Regions from separate parts of the Mus musculus genome. Here all the other regions are linked to region 4. Evidence: chromatin contacts called from public Hi-C and promoter capture Hi-C data. All regions are on one chromosome and are shown on one strand. Each heading gives the region's core, a stretch centred on a gene start, on an enhancer-like site or on the middle of the called end of the contact. The rest is flanking DNA. Distances are from core to core; before and after follow the strand shown. Region 1 overlaps Gm14055 (a long non-coding RNA gene). Region 2 overlaps Slx4ip (SLX4 interacting protein). Region 3 overlaps Slx4ip (SLX4 interacting protein). Region 4 holds the start of Jag1 (jagged 1).

Region 1 (5,093 bases), core at 2,111-4,610, 190 kb after region 4:
TCTCAGTTGAGGTTCCTTCTTTATAATGACTCTAACATGTATAATGCTGACATAAACTAGTCAACAAATTAATAAACTTCTTATTTCTGTCACCCTCACTCTCTTGTATCTCCCTCCCACCACTATTTCTCCTCCAACTCCCTGAAAATCTCTTTCCAACATTTATGCATTAGTGTTTTATTTTGTGACCCGTGAATTTAACTGGGACTGTTAGTGTGACCATGCATTTGGAAGTAATCATTGGAGCGCCTTGGGTTCATCAGTGGGTATACCACTGAAGAGAATCTCTGCTGCTTCCACAGAATCTATCAGCAGCCCATAGTTCAGCTCTTTCTCAATTGATATTGACTGTTGAAAGATCTAATTTTGTGCAGGTCTGTTGGAGGCAGCATCTGCTGCTGCACAGTTATTATGGAACTGGCTAAGTTATATCTCTAAGATGGTTTCCTAGACCCTCACTTTATCTTCTAACTTTCATATTCTTCCCCCCACCACCATATTATTCCTAAGTCTTAAAGGGGGTGTCTTTACTGTCCTTTTAAGGGATCATCAGGATACTTTTACTTATTATTAAAACTGTGAGCAACTTACATCTCTATATTCACTGTTCTTCATTGTAAAGAGAAGTTCCTCTGATTAAGACTAGCAACAATGTTTGTCTACGGACATCAAACAAGTATTTTGAAGACATTTTGGCACAGTGGCACAACTGTTATGGGGGCAACCAAGTGCTTTCCCAACGGTTTTGAGGTCCATACCACAATGAGGATTTAATGATTTACCACAGTAAAAACAAAACAAAACATGTAACTATTACAACAACAAAGTAACAAACAACAGAAACAACAACAAGAAACCCTTTTCTGAGGAGGTGTTCTGCCCTAGGGGAGGATTGACTATTATGGTTTAGCTAGATTGATTTGTTTTACCAATGAAAATATGTTGTCAAAGTTGCTTTTTCTGTTTTCTTTTTCAAAAGCAATATATAAGAACACTCACCAGAGGGATTTAAGCAGTATACAAGGATATAGAAATGCTTAATAAACTTTCAAATGCATTATTGGGAAATATGACATAGTGCCCTTGTCTAGAAGTTGGTTCTTTCTGGCTGTGCTCATTTATTTAAATTCTTGTGATGATCAAAGTTTAAACCAACTGAACTACACTGCATTTATATGCATTGCTGACCTGATTCTATTCCTTTAGCCACACCAAGGGACCACTTGCCCCTGAGTTTAATGTGTGCTTCTTCTGTTCTGTTTTCCTATGTCTTAAATCTTGTATGCATATGGTCCAGTAAGCATGTTTCTCCTATGGGTGTGCTAGAAGTCACTGCTGTGGAGTCATTGTCCAGGAGAAGCAGTCAATAATGAAGGATAAAGTTGGTAGATAAACATCTCTGTCAGTAGATAAATTTAGAGGAATGTACTGAGATGTTTGGTGAGTTCGGCAATCATTCAGAGGGTTCTTTCATGTTGTAAACATTTGGCAACAGTTTTCTATATTTGTGACTGTAACTTTAATTGCCTTATTTTCTTTCTAAGCCATTTTGGTTTTCTAATAGACTGCTTGTAGTAGAATGTTTGTCTCAGGCTCTGCTATGGAAGAACCCTACTTAGCTCTGGCTTCCTTGAAGTATTTCTTAGGGCAAAGATAAAATCTGTTAATCTTTTATTTTCTTATTTCCAATACTGGAATGATAATTTATTTAATACTTGCCTTACATTGAATTAGCTCTAGACATTGTATATGTATACTGTATGCTATATGAGATATATGTATATGTTTATATGTAGAAGTATGAGGAAAACACAAAATCTCTACATGTAATAGATATGAAAGTAGAGAAATAATGGAGAGCACATAATGTGTTCAATTCTAAAGCCAGTGAATCTGTAAAGCAGGGTTTATTCAGGCGTATAGAAAAAGCATTACTAACTACAAAGCCATTCTATTATTTTTGAATCAAATCAAATAATGAATATGAGGGTAATATTTAAAAAGAGATGCAGTCTATGCAAATGCAAAACACAGTTTTACTTGAAACCTTAGTCTTTTTTTCATGACTTTTGCCCTTTGAGAGAATTTTTAGCAAAAATAGAAATTGGTTCCATGCTTATCATAATCACGGAAAGCCCCTGCCTACGGAGTTCAATTTGGTTTAAGTGAACCTGGATTCTGTTCCCAACTGCTGCTTGTTTTATAGACTCATTAGGGAGTGCTTCATGGTCAAGCACTTGGGAGACTTCAGTAACTGGACTCTGAGAAGCACTTGGACAGCGGATATACTAAGACACTATTCAGAATCAGATCCCTACTGAAGCACCATCTGACATAGACGTGCTTTCTCCGGTCATGTGCTCCATCCAGTGTAAGTGCCCAAAATGCCAAAACTCAGGGACAGGCGCTGTGTGTGTGTGTATGTTAGGCTGGCGTGTAGAGCTACTTCCTCCATTTGCTTTACTGTAGAAGGGGGTAGAGAAATCGTCAAGAAGTGCTCATGTCTTCTCCTGGGGCCATTCAGGGACCTCCAAGCTTAACAGGGTCCTTGAGCTTTGCATTGGCAAGGGATGACTTGGCAGAAGCTGAAAAACCTTGTGGCAGAACCTTGAGAGGCATTCGAGACATTGCCAGCCATTGCTGAGCAAGGTGAGGTGGGAAATGGCTCAGTCACACAGAAAAAAGACCAGACCTTGCTGGAGTCGCTCTGGTATGAGTGGCTGCGAGGCAGTTCCTGAGCAAAACAGGAAGTACTCTCCTCTTTCGTAATTGCCATCAAATAGATTGTTTCTAAAGGGACTTGGGGTGGTTTGTGAGTTGGCAAACCAAGTGGCAGTAATGAGATCCACACTGGGCCTGGGGATAACTGGATGGATACAGTAGAGAAGAGAGCTGACCTTAGTTCACTAGGCGCTCTAGTGAACTGTCTCAGGGTTTGGAACACTGCCACCCCCCCCCCCCTGCAGATGGAGGGATAAACATCATGCGTACACACCGATAAGTGTTTGTTTTCCTTAAGCATTAAGGCTAAGAAAAATAAAGTGGGGAGGGCATCAGGCCTTGGGGTAAGCCTTTAAAAGGTTTCCTGCTTTGATCCTTTTAATGGTTGTCTATTTATAATGGTAACAATCACAGCAGAGAGAAAAAGACTTCAGTCACTCCTCGGATCATTTCATCAAAATTACAAGTAAGTTCTCTTTACTTACGAGTGAGAAGCATTATGTTTTATGATTCCCTGAAAGCCAGGAGGAGAAATTGTGTACAGAAACCAAGGTGTTGTTGTGGCCAGTTGCCTTTTCGGAATGCCTGGAAAGGATCATCCAGAAGGATGCTCCAGATAACCCTGTCTGCAGGCAGTTTGCGGAGGGAAGAGACCTTTCTGAAGACCATTAAAGATGATTCATTACCGCAGGCCATACACAGGCTGTGCTTTATTACTGAAAAGCGTAAATCATCCACTGAAAAGTAAGTGTGTGAGCTACATTGCTTTGGGCACTGGAAAGCCCATGGAGGTACAGGGTGTGATTAGTACTCGCAAGGAGAGTCAACTTTAATTAGAGAGACACGACGACAATGCATACGATAGTTAGAACATGTGCAAACGTCTATGATTAAGTGTTGAGTTGTGAATTACAGGTTTTTCATGTGCTTGGATTATCTTAGCTATGACATAAGAGATGCCACCGAAGAGGCAAAATTGAGTCAGGTCTGCCTTCTTATGGTACTGGGAATTGAACCCAGGGCTCCTTTTATGCTACTTAAATGCGCTACTGCAGAGCTATCTTCCCAGCAGGATCTGTACAATTTTAACATGTTGAAGAGTCGAGAGGTCATTCTCACTTTGGAGAATGGTATGCAGGGGGACACAAAGGTGTGAATGCATGTGACACCTGGGGAAGCACTGCCGGGGCTTGATATGGTATTATTTGACCAAAATGTGATACTCAGTAACATGACAGATGAGAAAGGGTGATAGGACCCCCTCTCCCCCACCCCTGAAACGCATTCATGTCTCTGCTTTTATGGTGAATACACACTAAAATGTTCCTATTTTGTTCATTTGCTAATTAGATGATTTTAGGAGAAATTTATATGCCTGGAGTGTACTGTAATGGGCTACATACTCAGTCTTGGTTTTGCTTCCCCAGAGCTAGGCTTTGATACACTGATTATTTGAGAATAATCTTTGGAAACTGTGACAGAGAACTGGAAAACCCAGACACAGGTAAAGGAAGGCAGTTAGGTTACTAGGCTATTTGCTGAGGTGTGTTAGAGGAGTTTAACACCACTGCTGAACTCTGGAAATCACACGAAAACATGTTGCCTAGCGGGCTCACTTCAGGGGAAAGAAAGATTAAGAAAAGAATGTATACAACATCCATTAATTATTGAGTTCAGGCACACACACACACACACACACACACACACACACACACACACACACACACACAGAGTGCATGTGAACCTGTGTGTGAGGTCAAGAGGGACCAACATTCCTCTGATGTAGTTCCTCATGTGCTATCTGCTTTGTCTTTTGAGACAGGATCTCTCATAGATCTGGATAGAAGTCTCCAGGAGGTCCTAGGTGAACTAGGCTGGTTGGCCAATGGGTCCCAGGGATCCTGGGATTACAAATGCAAACTATATCAGGTCCCTTACTCATGATTAACCTGGGTGTTCATGCTTGCAGAGCAAGCACGTTGTTCCCTGAGATATCTCCCCTGCTCCTGAGAGCTGCTTCTATGGCACTAACTTCTTAATCATTTGTTGCAGAAAAAAATGTCCAAAACTGTTCAGGTATTTTATAAGGAAACATCTTATATCTGCATCTTTAGGCTGAAGGCCTCAGCTCATGCTTTAGAAGACCTTGTGTAGCACAGGCTGTTGCAGGCAGTAGATATGTTTGTGCTTGGCTTTTAATACTCCATCCATTCATGATGTGGTCTCTCAGCAGCAATGTAGTTTTGAATGGGCCACTTTAGAGCTTAGGGCGTGAACAGAGGCCTTAAGAGCTCCGCTTATGATAGGACTTTAGCTGAGCTGATTTTCTTCAGTTCCAACCAGTTGTCAGTTCAGACCTGGGGGAGATGACT
Region 2 (5,204 bases), core at 653-3,152, 140 kb before region 4:
TTTTGAGATGACAGTTTTAAGATGGAGATTGAATCATTCAAGAAAAATTTGTACCTTCCCCAGTTACTCTTTTATCTGATACTTTTGAGTAATAACAAATCAACAAATCAACGTTTATAGATAGAAACTAAAGTGCTCTTGAGGAATAAGTTCATTGTCTTTATAATACTCTTGGAAAATTCTTATCTTTTCTCCCATTATCTAGTCTCCCTTTCTTGTCCTCTCTCTCCTCCGCAAGTGGTGAGTCGGCATTCTGCCAGACTAGCCCTTTGCATGTCTGCTTATGGGTCTGGTTTTGGCCTTTCTGGCCAGTCTTGAGTTTGTAGAAGAGAATTCCATTGTACTCCATGAGAAGGCTTACAGCTGGCTGCGCAGAGGAGCAGGCCAGCATTCCTCCTGCTTCTTATGTTTCCTAGGCCTAACAGTGTGACTGGTCAGCTTAGGTAATTTTGGGATTTGGGATTTTTCCTGCAAAGCATGAATATAAATATCTTGAACACCCTCACACTACACTAAATGAAGCCCATGTGAGACTGTAGAGAACACCCAGAGCTTTCCTTTATTCTCGTGACTTAATGTGGCAAATTTATTATTTCATTTTGACCTGTGCCTGGAAAGAAATGTTTTGATACATTCATGGTTTGTTTAGAGGGAATTCTGACTCTATTTGTTTTCAGGATTTTGGTTTTTGTAATAAATTTCGATGGTGTCCAGCAGTGTAAGCACATTCCAAGATTGCTTCTGCTTTGACACCATTGAAGGTGCAGTCTTAAGAGTATTGCTTATGAAAGGGAAATTCCCTGTTTAACTAGTAGGAGGTGTTTTCTTTTTATCCTTTAATTTTACTTTCCGATCTTTAACTGTATTCTAGAAGAGATAAAAAATCTATGTTCAGAGTGATCATGGCACAGTCTCTCACTTTTTCTTTATAATCCTAAGAAAAGGAAGAATACCAAAATCATGGAAAATTCACTGGCTCTTCCCGTAATTGCTATCAATAAAATGTTCTTTTCATTCGAGTCCCCCTGGATGTAAACTAGCACAAGCCAAAATTAGCAATAATCTCCATGCCAAGAGAATTTCATGAGTTCGGGAAGCCCTTTGAGTCTCTGCCCTTAGTCTGGCAATTGTTTCATTTCTGTGCTAATAACAGAATCCAAGGCCATGTTCATTCTCCAGAGGTCCCAACCACAGACTAGGAGTTGAATACTGAACAGCATAGTGAAGGTGTGGGTAATCTTATTCTATCTGTAGTGATGTTGGCTACGCAGGCAGCCCTGTCAAAAGCCTGGTCATCAGTAGTAGTTTTGGGACCCTAGACTGTGAACTGAGGATACTACCTTTGTAGCACATCAAGTAATAATGTGAGCGACTCGTATTTGCAAAGACTAAATGAATGGTGTAGAGTTTTACAACTGAATGAATAAAGTCTCTTTGGAAGCATGAATAGCATAAAAAGGCTATTCCCCAAAGTGTCACTTCCCCAAAGTAAACTAAGGCAATCGCAGCAGCACAACTTCAGAGATTGAAGCACAATTACACACTGGCTTGTACTTTCATCTTATTGGTTAATCTTTGTTTTTGGCATGAGTCTGTGTGTTTACACAATTCAATGACTCTGAGCTTTTTATCTTGTAAAGTGTGTTGACACATTCATTCGGAAAGTCAGTAGACGTGGTACTGTGGCAGCTTTGTGGTCTTTAGGTTTTGATTTCCCTCTGAAATTACCACCATGCTATTAAACTTTGATGAAGTTAAGAGCATCAGATGATAGAAGAAAATGCTTACTAGTGGTTTTTCATGTTTGGAGTTTGGGAAGCGTGCTGTTTTCATGAAGGCGTCTGAGAGTGCACATGGTGAGAAGCTCCTTGGCCACATGTAAATTGAGAAATACATTTCAACATCAGTTTTGATGAAACTAGGAATGTGAGCCTGCCATGGAGAAACAACTGACTCCCTCATCCCTTACAGCATGAGCGTAAAGATGTGGTAGACAGTCAGCATTTTCCTGTCTTTCTTAAAAATAGTGTGGGTTATAAAAAGAAAATAACTAACTTTGTATGGAGACAAAATTTTTTTGAAGTAGTTTTTGTTCATTGAGTTGATGTCCAGGTGGAAAATAAAGACCAATTAATTGCTAATACTTTTCAAAGGAAGCAATGCTACAGCTCAGCTCTGCTTAAAAGTGTGAGTGTCAGCCTGAGAAGTAGTTCTCACACATGCCCTGGAATTGTGGTTGTAATGTCTTCATTCCATTACTCCCTCTTTTGAAAGCAAGGTCTCATTATGTTGAGCAGGCTGGCTTTAAAGTCCCAGGCTCAAAGTGTTACTCTCAACTTCTTGAGTAGCTGGTCCTACAGATGTGCACCATCACTCTCCACTGGAGTCCTTATCTTTACAGGAATACTTAGGATTATTCCAGGTCTAAATTGTAGTATATCTCCCTTGGTGGACTGCCCATGGATGGTATACCAGGGAGTAAGATGAGGGAGGACTGAGTGAGTCACTAGACAGAACCCGAGTAGCTGACTAGCTTGTAGTGGGATCAGATGCTCTCTATTTGACTGCTATGTCCTGTTATAGCAGTAGTTCTCAACCTGTGGGTTGTGGCCCCAACAGAAGTCATATATCTAATATAATGCAAATTAAATAGCAACATAATTCATAACAGTAGCAAAATTACAGTTATGAAGTAGCAACAAAATAATTTTATAGTTGGGGGTCACCGCAACATGAGGAATTGTATTAAAGGGTCGTGGCATTAGAAAGGTTGAGAAGCACTGGGTTACAGGGTCGGGTCCTCAGTCCTGCCTCCTGCCTGTCCTTCTTTGACAGAGCAGATTCTCTTGAAAAGATGAGGCTTAGTCCGATGCAGTTTCCTGTGTGTTTGAGAAGGTGGTGTATTCTTGCTTTCACTGGGCAGAGTTTAAGACATCCCACAGAGTCCTGTTATGCATGATACTTCTTCTGCAGTCCTGTTTGATTTTTGCTTCCTTGATCTGACATGATATAAAGTGAGGTAGTCATAACTACTCTTCTGTTTCTCATTTTACCCTTAGAAGTGGTATCTTATTCAATAAATGTTAGATCTTCTTTCCCGTTTGCCAGGAATGATTGTCATCATGAGAACACAATTTTAAAGACCTCAAAGGCCTTGGGCTCATGAAGATAGCATTTCAGTCAGCATATAACAGTGGACAAAGATAGGGCCATTTCAGATACAGCTTGAATGCTGCTGAATCTGTGAGTCTGAAATTTGAAACGTTTCATTGTTGACATTATAGTTTAGGAAACTTGGATTTGGGGTTTCAGAACGAGTGACATTCAGCTGGTAAAATCTGTGTAAATATCCCAAAATTAGACCAACTCTGAACTCTGCAGTGGAGCCTTGGAGTTGGAAAGCAACAAGTCTGTGTTCTGAGACCTGGGGACAGGGTTCTGCACTGAGACCTGGGGACAGGGTTCTGCACTGAGACCTGGGGACAGGGTTCTGCAGCAGGAGAAGCTGCAGACAGAGCTGGAGAAGCGGACGCGCTGCTGCAGAGGAGCGGCCTTTGTTTCTGTGCTTCCGTGCCGGGCCATTCGTTCCTCAGAGCTCTGCCGTCACAGAGGCCTACTGTTTGCTTTATTCTTGTTGCTGTAAGTGACATTATATCCTGAACATTGTTGTCTTTGCACTTGCTGGCAAAATTTGCCCTTTTAGATCTGGACTATTCAGACATTTCTATAATTGACTGACATGTGGACCCTGTAAGTTTGTGACTTATCTTAGTGAAAAGAGGAGCTTAAATGGTCCCCTCTGGTGTGGGAAATCATTAGAGCATTTATCCCTGCTTAATTTATTTAATAGAAATAATAATAACAACAACAACAATGCCTAATCAGGGCTGGGGTTTTCTCTCATATTAGAGCATTTGGTTAGAATGCATTCAATCTCCAGGGCTTTGTATGTCACTAAGGGTAGACATTGGTGTTTCAAAAGCACCCCCACACCAAGCACTCTGTGTCTCTTTGTGTCTGCTGCTTGTGGCTCAGAAGGTAAAGCTCTCAGCTATTGCTCCGGTGCTGTGCCTGTCTGCTTTCTGGCATGATAATAATGGACTAACCCTCTGGAAGTATAAGCAAGCCCCCAATTAAATGCTCTCTTTTATATCTGTATCCCGCCATGATAATAATGGACTAACCCTCTGATACTGTAAGCAAACCTCCAATTAAATGCCTTCTTTTTCAAGAGTTCCTCTTCACAGCAATGAAGCAGTAAGTAAGACACACATACACAAACACTTGCAAACATACATGCATACACACATACACACACCAGATACACATGCCTGCATACAAGACACAAACATATACACATATAAATACGCACAAATAAATGCATACACATACATACAAAGAGACACATACTGTCATGTACACACACAGAAACACACATGCAAATGTGCATAGATATGCAGAGACACAGATACAAACTCATGCACACAATGCACCCCCACATATACAGACATGGTAAAATATTTGTGATATCTATAAAAAGTGTGAAAGATTAATATTTTAAGAAACTTAGTACCTACATATAACATTACTCTGTAACCCAAAAGTATATATAATTATATATGCTAATTGATTATGAAGAAGTTGATATTAGCACCTTTATATAATAGTTATATGGGAGGGCCCTCAGTTTAGAAAAGTGAGTGGAGGGAGGGAGGGGAATCTCTTCTCCAGGTGGATGATGCTACCCCCTCAGTTATGACCTGATGTAGCCTCATGGGAAAAGGTATTCTTCTTGTGACTTACTTGGTAAAAATGACTCTTGTTTAGTGTCCACCTTACACCAATGAGAAGACTCTAGCTACCCATCCAACCATACAGCAGTTGGAGAGTTTAAAATATTAAACCAGTGTTTAATGTTTCAAGAAGAATTCTGGAAATGAGAATCATGATGCTGCCAGCCAGGTAAAGGGAGCTTCACTTGAGTATGCAGTCATGGGTTTTGATGAAGAAGACACAAAGGAAAACTGCAGAAATCCTTGGTGGAGGCCAGGTGGGAAGTGGTGTTCATCAGAACCAAGGTTCTATCTTCTGCCTCATTGTTTGCCTTCTGCCGTTGGGCTGGTATATGCTCAATAAAAAGCAAGTGAATAAGTAGCTAGTGACCACCAGAGATGGAGCACTGCAGAATACAGGAATGTCAAGTT
Region 3 (5,394 bases), core at 2,818-5,317, 160 kb before region 4:
GATGCATGGAACAAAAAGTAGACATGATTGCAGAATTTGAAGGGAGGGCCTCATGGACAGATGATTGAGTGACATGACAGGGGAGACAGCGTCTGTTAGTTTATTTTTTTTTCAGATATTTTGAAAACACAATAACAAAATCTGAAGAGTACCATGCCAATACTTTTATACCAACCATACAGGTTATGAATAGTAATAAGGATTTTGGGATATTTGCCACCAGTTTTTAAAACTTGCTTCTTTTAAAAATGTCTATGTATTATTACTCTGAGAATGTGTGTGTGTATGTGTGCATGTGAGTGCAAGTGTGTATGTGCCAGGCCACAGTGAAGGCCAGAGGACAACTGTGAGAAGCTGGTTCTCCCTTCCACCGTGAGACTCACATTGAAAACAGGTTCTCAGGCATGTGAAGGAAGTGCTGAGCCATTTTTCCAATGCTAAAATTCTGTTTTCTCTATGTATACATATAAGAAACAGAAATGTATACTCCTCTGTAAGCCATGAGCACACATGTATCTACATAAACACTAAAGATATGTAAAGGATTTATTTATTTTATGTATATGGGTGTTTTATCTGAATGCATGTCTCCATACCAGAAGATGATATGGGATCCCATTGGACTGCAGTTATGGACAGTGTTGAGAATTGAACCTAGGGCCTTTGGAAGAACAGCCAGTGCCCTCAACCACTGAGCCATCTGTTCAGCCCCAACATTAAATGTTTATAATCACCATTTTTTATTGCTTTCCTGGGGTTAGAAGCAGCCATGCTGTGGGCCTGCCATACAAGTTTTTAAAAGTGTTAGGTGAATTCTTCCAATGATTGAACAAGTATTTTCCTGAAAGATGTTCATTTGAGCATTGTTTATAATAATGAAATATTGGAGATGGCTGGTTAAAAGTCATTGAACTAATGAATAAATTTCTACATGACTATATAATAGAGTCAAATTAAATAGATTTTTATTTGAATCAAGTAGAACAAAAATTTATGCACATAATTATTTATAATGAAATTATTGACCAAGACACTATCTGTTTTCACTCTAGTTTTATAATAGTAAGTCAAGCAGACAGGAGTGAAAAGTAAGAAATATAACATAATTAAGTAAATATCGTTTCCTTTTCAAAAGAGTAAATATTGTTGCTACAAGCCTGTGAGTGCTTGAAACATCACCTTTGCCCTGATATAGTTTGTCTGTCTGTCATCCATTTGAAGTCTTTGGAAGAAAGAAAGGTGGCAGAAGTAAGGGGAGGGAGGAGAAGATTATACCGTGTCATGCCAGGCCAGGCCACCGCAGTGACACTATGTGGAAAGAAAGAGTAGAGACAGTTGCTGTTTGTCCACTCTGCTCTGGAAAATACCAGGTTCTAGCAGATGCACCTCTTTGAATCTTTGCTATGTGATAAACATAAGAACTGTTATTGCTGTTTTCCTGAGTAGACCACTGTGACTCAGCTAGCACGCGGTTGATTGGAATTTATACCTAAGGCTGATAGGTCAAAGCCCAGATCTTTCCTCTACCTCCTGTGCAACCTGGAAGCAGCTTACATGCTTGGTGAAGAGCACTGGCCTCCAGAGTATTGCTGCAGATAGCTGCTTGTTGCTAGGATGCATTCTGGAGGTGATAGGAGATGGGCAGAAGAGGCTCATGTAGAACTGGCCTTGGGAAATCTCTAGGAGAACATTGTACCCTTGTGTCCACCTCCTGTCTCTTTCTAGAAATTGCTGATAAAAGACCAGGGACAGTGTCAGGAGGGGTCAGTGCTGTGTGTTGGTGGCATGAGAATGGGGTGGCAGGGTATGTCCAATTGAGGCATCACTGTTCCTCTGCTTTATTATGTAGCATCTTTCTCTTCCCATTGAGGCAACTGATAATGCTGAGTGGTCTCTATTCCCACATCTGCTTTCTGATGGGAGTCGGGAACTTGTCCTCTCTGTGCTGCAGTATGAAACATCCACCTGAGTTGTTGGCTCCTTCATCCCTTTACTGTCCACCCACACTGATGCTTTCACACTTGCTTTCTTGCAGCAAGTCCTGGTGTGATTGTCTGATTCTGGGCTCATCCTGGCTGGATTTGTAGATGGGATGAGGACTGGATGTCTGAGAAAAGAATGAATCTTCCTTACCCCCCCCCCCCCCCCCACTTTACTCTTTTCTCAACCTGTCTGAAGTTTCTAGCACACAAAAGTTTTCTGGTAAGGTGATCAGGATGCATTGAGCTAGCAGTTCTCATTTTTACTCTTTATGTGAGAAGCCTTGGCTAAGTGACATTATTTTGAGCCTCAATTTCCTTATCTGCAAAAGTGAGCATAGAATTTACCCCAGACTAATTTCTGTAGGAGCTTGTGCAATGAACTGAAGCAACCATGTCAATAACTATGTGTCATATATGTACTGGAAAGTACATCTCTTCTTCTATAGGTAAAAGCTTGAAGTGGGATTCAATATGTATGTGGTATGTGAAAGTCATTTTGTATTAATTCCAGAGGGGACATGGACTGTATGTATTAGTATGGTTAGTTTTTATTGTTAACAGAGTCACCTGGGAAGTAGGTGTCTCAGTAGAATTGCTTCAATCAAATTGGCTTGTGATTGTCTTGATGGAAGCCTGATGTGGGAGGACCTAGCTACTGTATGTACCATGAGCCCAAGGCAAGTAAGCCTGGGCTTGTATAAAAAGGAAAGCTAAGCAGTGAGCCAGGAAATAAACCAGTAAGCAGCCATCCGTCTATCATGGTTTCTGCTACAGGTTTGTGCCTTGAGTTGCTGCCCTGACTTCCCTCAATGATGGGTTGCAACGTGGAAGTGTAAGCTGAAACAAGCCCTTTCTTTTCTGTTGTTCTTTTCCTTATGATGTTTATCACGGCAACAAAAAAACAAACTAGAGCAATATACATTTACCCATTTATTGCACTCACAACCTCAGTGGCCTTTTTGTGTCCCAGCTGATTGCCACATGTTTTCTCTTCCTGCTACGAGAGAGGAGAGAGAGAGAGAGAGAGAGAGAGAGAGAGAGAGAGAGAGAGAGACTCTTGATTTATATTTAGACTGAACTAATGATCCTCATTCCCTTAAAACACAGTGAGCCATGAGGAATACATATTGTGGTCATATTTATCTTTTAGGCTAGATTGCTATAGCTTGGGCTTCATCCCCATTATGCAGTGAGATATCTTCCTGACTGCCAGTATCAGAGTGGAGCCTGCTTGTCAGAGCTTGCCTATGCTCCCCTGAAGATAAGGCAGGCTATAGTGAGAGGGAGTTGGCTGTAGCCTCAGGTACCTGGCAAATTATTAATGGGCCAGCATGAATGGACCCAGCTTGAATTGGGCACAGTGTACCTCTGCAGGATCCTATGAGCCAAAACCACGTGGTCTGTTTGAAGCAAAACCTCTGGCTACTTCCCAGGGGCACCCATCACAGTGCTGTGGAATCCTGCTCTTGTCCTTCTGTTTACCTTACTGACAAAAGTTTGTTCTCTTTACTGGTTTGAGTTGCTAGTGATTCTTCAAAACTTAAAATATTTGCAATACATTGTTCTCATAATCTGCCAACATCTATTTAATCTGTTTTGTCTTACTTCCCTGTGATACAATTTTCTTAATTAGAATCTCAGAGGGGAAAATAAAATAAAAACAGAACACTGGGACATGTCTCAGATTCTTTCACGGTCCCTTCTGCATCCTTCCAGCTACAGGGTCATGATGCCTCTGGGGATATTGCTGGGATAAACATGCATCCAAGGTGTTGAACTCTGCCTTAGTAGAGCATCTGCTCATCTGATGTTTTGATTTGGATTTTAAGTGCTTCTCAGAAACCTATGTTGAAAGCTTGGTCCTCAATGTAGCGTTGCTTAGAGGTTCCTCCTCCTAACTAGGAATCTGTTTATCGATTGACAGTTTAAGGGTTTATACAGTAGAGAGTCTTAGGAAGCCAGGCACTCTCTGTGCTTACTGGGCACCAGGAGGTGAGTAGATTTGCTCCGCCATAGGCTTCCTGATGTTCTGCCTTAGCAAACAGAGTCAAGTGCCTGTGGAATGAACCCACTGGAATCATGAGCCAAAACAAATGTTTTCCCCTCTTATTTGATTTACCTTGGATATCTGTCTCAGCAGTGGGAGGCTGACTCACACACCTGATAACTGGGCGGCAGGAAGATAAGATTTTTATCCTGATATATCTGTCTCCCTGAAACCTACCTGAGCTGTTGTGTGGTGTTGGTCTTATTTTTTTGAAAAGAACCTCACTCTGTAGCTCAGGCTGGCCTTAAAGTCTTGGCAGTCCTCCTGCCTCAGCCTTCCTAGTGTGGGGACCATGGACTGTCTCCATATCTGGCTCATTAAGCTATTTTAAATTTGTCAGACTGTCTCCACCTGCCCCTTCAAAGCCACAGTGTCAGTGATTACTACAAGTGGCAGCTGGACACTTGTCCTTCTCTCAATGCTTATCTCCTCACTGCTGGGAAGGAGTTAATTCCAGGGCTTTCAGTTGGACAGGTGAAAGTCTGCTGGGATGTAGGCAGCCTGGAGAGGCAGCAAGCAGTCACTGTGCTGTGCTGGCTCATGCTCCTTGTGTGTCCCCTTTGCTGCTGCTAAATTGATGCAAAAGCAAATTGATGCAATTGTCTTTTCCACCCCGACCTTTTCTTCTGCCATTTATATAGTTGAGTTCTGGCTACTCCACACCCGTGTTCTAGACATCACACCCAGATCTGCATTCCTGTTTGAATCCTTTTTCATTTGATAGGATCCTGAAACTGTGGTACCCTTGGGGAAGTTATGCTTTGGTCAATTTTAGTTTCATTTTAGGTATGAAATTGCCACAAGTGAAAAATCATGTTCATCGTGAGAAGTAATTTGGTGCCCAGAACCCTCTCCGCCGCCCCTCCGCCCCCCCCCCCCCCCCCGGCTGTTTCCTTTCTTCTTGTTGAAGAATGATGACCTGAGACTCTAAGTGGAAGATAGTCTCTAGATTACTTGAGCAAACTTCTTCAGGGGTAGCAAATGTTTTCAAATAAGGCTGTTTTAGTTTTGCAGCCCATAAAGTCTTTGATATATTAGAAGGATTTTGAGGCTAGTCTGGGCTTTATAGAAAGATCCTGCCTCTCAAAATAAAACAACAACAAAAATCCATGGGGGGGGGCACACAAAATAAAAATGAGAATATCTTTCAATTCTACAATTATTCCATGAAACCAAGCATGGCTGTATTCTAATAAAATTTTATTTTATTTACAAAAACAGGCAAGAACAGGGTTATAACCCTGGATCATAGCTTGTACTTAGTGGGGTTGTTATTGATAATGAAAATTCCACAAGAGGTCACTAAGTATGACAGTATTCATTGTTTTTTATCTTGCTTATTTAATAATTGCACCTTTTTTAATC
Region 4 (5,424 bases), core at 196-2,695:
TTTAATTAGTTAAGCAAAGAAATCATCTATAATGACCGCCTGGTCGAGGGTGGGAACTGGAAGTAGCAAGCATAAAATTAGCATCCTTGCGTACTTTCCCCCAGCAATGCTCTTCAGAGACCCCATTTCGCTGCGCTAAGCAGACACCACCCAGAATGGAAGACCCGCCCGTCTCATCTTGTCCAGGTCCAGCTGTAGTCTGGACTCTCAAACTTGCCACCCCCAAAGCCTCTCAACTTAGTGCCAAGTTTCAAGTGGCATTAAATCCTTCTCAAGGCAATATAGGGCTCGGCCCCGCGTTCGACTCTGTCGGTGTGTCGCTCACTCACCGGCCAGGCGAAACTGAAAGGCAGTACGATGCGATTACGGTCGTTGCCACGGCTGGCCTTGAGATTGAAGGTGTTACCCCCGATGACAGGCGTAGACCCTGAGCCGAAGCTGCAGGGTCCCCCGGCAGTGACGCGGGACTGATACTCCTTGAGGCACACTTTGAAGTACGTATCACACTCGTCGCGGGTGCACTTGCGGTCGCCAGGGTTCCGGACTCCACCACAACAGTTCCCATTCTGTAGCTCTCCATTCACGTTCTGCATGGACAGGATCTCCAGCTCAAACTGACCCGAGGCCCCGCACACCTGCCAGCGAGGAAGGAAGGTCAACGCATGAGAAAGTTTTCTCTGAAGGTGGAGGTGGAGACTCCTTGACACCCCCCACCCCCAATACACACACCCCAGGCTGCCAAAGATCCTCGGTGGCAAGTGAAAATAATTTTGCAAAAACTAGGTTTAGGGCTCAACCTGGTTTGGGGGCATAAAAAACACAAGTGCGGGAAAACTAAGACAAGTGCCCCGAAGGACCGTGAGAACGTAATGATCGCATTTTGCCCAGCCTGGAGGAGTTTATCTTTCGAGGCCAGGGGCTCCCCTCTGGGGAACCAGCGTTCCCTCACCGGGTGCTGCCTCTCGGGTGAAAAGTCAGGGTCAGGGAGCCTTGTACTCAAGGGCTCCGGAACTTGCACTGGGAGCCACAGCCGCTCCCGTCCAGAACGCCACGAGGGAAGGGAGAGGACCGCGGGGAGCAAGAGCGGGAGAGAGACTCCTACCTTGGCTCGCAGGGCACAGAGCAGGGCGAGCAGAAGACTCAGGGGGCGCCCGGGCCGGCCGCGCGTCCGTGGGGACCGCATCGCTGCGCCGCGCGCCACGGGCACTCCGGACGCCGCCGCCGCTGCTAGCGCTGGTGCTCCCGCCGAGGCTGCCGTCGTCGCTGCCCCCGCGGCCGCCGCGTCCCGGCTCTAATATACTCCGTGGATTGGAGCATGCACGACTGGAAAACAACACTACTTTTCAAAAGCCCTTTCAAGAGCCGCGCGTTCCAGAAGGCAAAGAGCCCGGCCTCCTTTTATTATTCTGATCGCTTCTTTGAGGCGCTCCCCCCTCTTCCACCTCTCGGCTTTCTTTCCTTCTCTCGCGCTCCCCTTCTTTTATTATTATGATTATGCGCAGCCTTTTATTCCCTTTCAGATCAGCTGCATGAAACGCGGGGAGGGAGGGGAGGAAAAAAAAAAAAAAAACCTGAGCCTAGCTCGCCGGCCGGCTGCAGGTAACACAATGACGCGTGCCCGCCTGGCTCTCGAAGGGACCCGGAGCGCCGGTCTGGGAGCCGGGACTCCGGCTGGCCACCTCTTCTCAACACGCGGAACAAGGCGCATGCGCGATTGTTAATATTCATAAGGGGCGTGCCATCTATTGGGCACGCCCCTTTCCTCCGGGTTGTTGGGGAGGGGAGAAATTGAGAAGGGGTTGGAAGTTGCGGGACGGACCGGGTGGCATGGCCGCCCGAGGGGCCCCCACACGCAGATCAGTGTCCCGGGGAGCCCGGGCCAGGAGAAAGGAACCTGGAAGGACCGTGGAGGAGCCCATGGCTCTGAGAAGCCCAGAGCGCCTCCGCTGGACCGCCCCCTCGGTGCACGGCCTGGGCTCCCTTGCAAGCCCCAGGTGTAGGCGCCGCGGTACGGCCGGAGCAGTTGGGGCGGGCGGCTTCCGCCTTCGGAGCCGCCTGCGTCAGCTGCGGCTTTTGCCCCGGGGAGGAGGGCCTGCCCGCCGGGAACCCGGGCCGCTCCCAGCAAGCGAGCCCAGAGCCCTGTGCTGGCGGCGGCGAGACTGGCGCGCTCGCCGCCGTCTCCTCGCCCCGCAGAGGCGACCTGGGCAGACTCTGCTGGGAACTTTGAAAAACTTTCCCGGAGTCAGACTTGCCGCAAACTCGAGGGAAAGCCTCGGCCGCGCGCCATCCCTTCCCAAATCCATGTCCGTGGAGCCTCGGAGGGGCTCCCAGCGTCCTTTCCAGACCGCGCCGGGGCAGAGGCGTGGGGGAAGCAGGGGGAGTGGCCGGCGGGCACCCGGGGGCTCAGCCCGGACTTCGGGAAGGGCTTTCTGAGACGCCGAGGGCTCCGCCAGCCTCCAGCCCGGGCGCAGTGGCGGGACTGCACCTGTAGGCGGCCTCCGCGCTGCTCTCTGGGTGGCGAGACGCGGCCTGAAAAGAACCTAACCGCTGTCGTGGTCCACAGAACTTGGCTTCTCCTGGGTGGTGGTGGAAACCGATGCCATTTTCCACCTTGAGGCAGGCCTCGCAATTAGCAGCGACACTCCTGGTCATAATCAAGGTCAAAGGGAACCCAAAGGCTGGCTGAAGTCTCTGCCAGCTCCACTCCAGGCGGGTTTAAACGGAGCTCTTTAGGAAAACAGATTTCCATTAAAGGACGAAAAGGGTTTCTTAACTTGCGTTGAGCCTGTCCTGAAGAAAAGCTCTGATTTTTCCGAGATTGCTTTAGCGCCTCAACCCTTCTAGACATCAGGGCATGATGGGTAAAGGGAAAAACAGTTTCCAACATGCTGAACACGACAACATAACAACACAGGTTATTTGTGGTTATCTACGTTTAAAGAGTGGCCCAGCATAGATAGTGCCCCATACCACTTGATGGGGTTGAGAAAGCTGAGTTCCAGGCTAACAAAGATGGTTCCGTAACTTGGGCATTTTAACCACCTGAGATAGGTGATTTCTTAATGGCAATGCATCTCATTCTAACCATTCCCGAGTAACTTAATCCATAATTGGGAAGGGCATATCCCAAATCAGAATGAGTTTGCAACTGGTCACAGAAGCACCTGGCCTACACAGCAGCCACCTGGGCATTTTCCAGTGTGCCCAGTCCTCCTCCACCCAATGATCACGAATGCAAAGCATCCCGTTTTCAACATTAATTCAACACAGGTTTTTGTTTTTGTTTTTGTTTTTTTCCCACTAAAGTTTCCAGAAATATAACAGTCCTCACTTCTGATTGGACTTCTTACCTGCATCTCTAGTCGCCAAGTTAGGGTGCTCAATAACGCTTTTATAGCAAAGGATTGGTGGTGTGGAAAAGCCACATAGCCCACAAAGACTGCAGTGGTCTTAGAGTCTATATTTCTTGAGGTCCCAAGGTCTAAAGCTGTTTTAAAATGTAAAGCTGTATCCAATGATGCATGCCCCATGTCCCACACTAACCCCTAGAAGGCGGCTATGGAGCCAGAGTTTTTAGTTCAGAAGGTTTGAGCCAGCCACCTGAGTTACATTGGAAGACTACCTGAGATTTATAGTTGCTCTGCTGCTAACAATCTGGGCTTCGTGAAAGCTGAGATCAGTACCTATCTAACAGTGAGTTTAGCTCACTTCACTAAAAGGAAAGTTTTGAGGAGTAAAAAGCACCTAATGGCATACTGGGAATGTCAAATCACTAAGAAACACCAAAGGCACAGCAAATAACACAGAGCCTCTAGTCTTTTCTGTGCCTGGGAACCCACATTTGAGGAAGGCAGTTGTGGGCTATAGGGGATTCTTTAAAAATGTTTTCATTTGGTGCTCTTCCAGTGAGCTGGGACTCCCCCAAGAAGCTTTTTTATACTGCAACAGGCACTGGGTGGAACTTCTGTCCTCAACTTCCTTGATCACCCCTGAAACCTGGAGAATGGGGAACTACTGCTCAAAGAATTCAAAAATGGACATTTCCCCTTGCCAAGCCATAGCCTCCCTTTGAGCTTTGCTTTCCAACTATAAGTGTATAGTTAAGGAAACATTCCCATGGAAAACAACACTTAGCCATCACCATTGCTTCCACCCCAGGTTGCTCCGAGCCAGATAGCAACCTGTTGCAGGTGTTTGGATATCTTCTCTGATTTTAAAAATATGATGCCTCAATTCCCTTTCTACAAAACATACCCAACCTTCATTCATTCATCAACAAACAGCCCTGACTTCCCATGGGACTTAATAAGAGGCATTTATGTTATAATTGTATTTTAAAGCTTCTAATCAACCAAAATTATTTATCAACACTGAGAAGAATCAGCTAATCAATATTTATTGAAAAGTACTGTTGTATGCCGTAGTGTGACTGATCTAAAGAACGCCACGTGAGGAAAATAAGTCGGGTACCAAGAGTTCAGCGCGTATGAGCTCCTTTAGAGCTCCTATATACAAAGGTGGATGAGGACAGGAAACGCCAGTCTTGCGTGCACGTATGGTTAGGGTGGTGTGTGCTTGGAGGTTTGATGTGCTTGGTCCTTTTCTGGGCATAAATCAGCTATCTGTGTCTTAATTGGGGGATGGATGACACAGGTGTGTGGATTATCAACTTTCAGTACCAAGCACATTTGAAACCAGTGCCATTCATTATGTTTTTTTTTTTTTTTTTTTTTTTGAAGGCACACAGTGGTTGCTTTTATCAGTAAAAAGAACACTTCGGGATGTTTGAAATGATATGGACCTACAATGAAACTTCAAATGCATAAAATGTGGAGAATGGCTGGATGGTTAGATAAACTGCCTAAAGAAAGTAGTAAGGTATTAAAGCCTAGCTAGCACTTGGGAGGCCGGAGGGTCACTCTAAGTTCAAAGCCAATGTGGTCTATAACAAACAGAGAGGAGATGGGAGAAGGAGATCCATGAATCCAAATAGACTTGTTCATTTAATATTCCTCTAAATTTCTGTGTTTGAAATATTAATCATAAGACAGTGGGAAAATGGTTATTGATATGCCTTATATTATCCAAAGTTCTAAGAACATGGCAGAAACTGGTAGTTGACTTCAGCAGAATAGAGCACAGTGTATGTGTTCAAGGATTGGAGGTGATGTAGATAGAGAGAGGAGGTGAAACACACAGACCTTTCCCCATCCCATGCCCTGATAATTCTTTTCTTCATTGCACCAGTCAAATCCAAGTTATAGACATATGTAATGCACCCTTTAAAATTTCCATTTATCTTGTTTTTTAGATTATGTTTTTGAATGGAAAAAAAAGGGGAAAAAGATATGACTGTTCCTAGGCATGCTGGAGGAGGAAGTTTATTATAGATAAAAGGGAGAGCATAGCCAGAGGCAGACACAT

What was found. Promoter capture Hi-C pulls out the DNA fragments that hold promoters and counts their contacts. Hi-C and Micro-C count contacts between places; a contact is called where the count stands out from the background.
Region 1: a Hi-C map of the N1E-115 cell line shows a contact between it and region 4, with 3 times the contacts expected there. The contact joins the enhancer-like site here to the promoter of Jag1 in region 4. A contact is called at or near these places in 4 of 39 promoter capture datasets (3T3-L1-derived adipocytes, hippocampal neurons and liver), 7 of 484 Hi-C or Micro-C datasets (the HL-1 cell line, the N1E-115 cell line, epidermal suprabasal cells and 1 more), 1 of 115 datasets of contacts at active chromatin or transcription factors (stem cell-derived neural progenitor cells) and 1 of 9 other capture datasets (adipose tissue).
Region 2: a Hi-C map of liver shows a contact between it and region 4, with 2.0 times the contacts expected there. The contact joins the enhancer-like site here to the promoter of Jag1 in region 4. A contact is called at or near these places in 3 of 39 promoter capture datasets (hematopoietic stem and progenitor cells and liver), 1 of 15 datasets of contacts at CTCF or cohesin (the NIH/3T3 cell line), 4 of 484 Hi-C or Micro-C datasets (embryonic fibroblasts, liver, nephron progenitors and 1 more), 3 of 115 datasets of contacts at active chromatin or transcription factors (bone marrow-derived dendritic cells, craniofacial prominence and oligodendrocyte precursor cells) and 1 of 9 other capture datasets (liver).
Region 3: a contact with region 4 is called in a promoter capture Hi-C map of liver, with 2.9 times the contacts expected there. The contact joins the enhancer-like site here to the promoter of Jag1 in region 4. A contact is called at or near these places in 1 of 39 promoter capture datasets (liver), 2 of 484 Hi-C or Micro-C datasets (liver and uterus), 1 of 115 datasets of contacts at active chromatin or transcription factors (bone marrow-derived macrophages) and 1 of 9 other capture datasets (adipose tissue).

Annotation. Positions count from the first base shown.
Region 1 is chr2:137,304,916-137,310,008 of GRCm38.p6, forward strand. The region is part of intron 3 of Gm14055 (a long non-coding RNA gene); the gene reads left to right. Among named protein-coding and RNA genes, the nearest start is that of Gm14055, 20 kb to the left of the region's middle. Within about 2 kb of position 3,361, at least 4 of the 459 cell types and tissues checked have an H3K27ac peak or open chromatin away from gene starts, as enhancers often do. A contact at or near this core is called in the N1E-115 cell line and uterus, where this site is marked.
Region 2 is chr2:136,977,674-136,982,877 of GRCm38.p6, forward strand. All of the region lies in intron 2 of Slx4ip (SLX4 interacting protein), which reads left to right. Among named protein-coding and RNA genes, the nearest start is that of Slx4ip, 88 kb to the left of the region's middle. Within about 2 kb of position 1,903, at least 11 of the 459 cell types and tissues checked have an H3K27ac peak or open chromatin away from gene starts, as enhancers often do. A contact at or near this core is called in liver, where this site is marked.
Region 3 is chr2:136,949,139-136,954,532 of GRCm38.p6, forward strand. All of the region lies in intron 2 of Slx4ip (SLX4 interacting protein), which reads left to right. Among named protein-coding and RNA genes, the nearest start is that of Slx4ip, 60 kb to the left of the region's middle. Within about 2 kb of position 4,068, at least 16 of the 459 cell types and tissues checked have an H3K27ac peak or open chromatin away from gene starts, as enhancers often do. A contact at or near this core is called in liver, where this site is marked.
Region 4 is chr2:137,115,075-137,120,498 of GRCm38.p6, forward strand. Jag1 (jagged 1) reads right to left here and starts at 1,446. Exons shown (of 26, transcript NM_013822.5): 1 at 1,103-1,446; 2 at 330-635. The coding sequence starts at 1,183.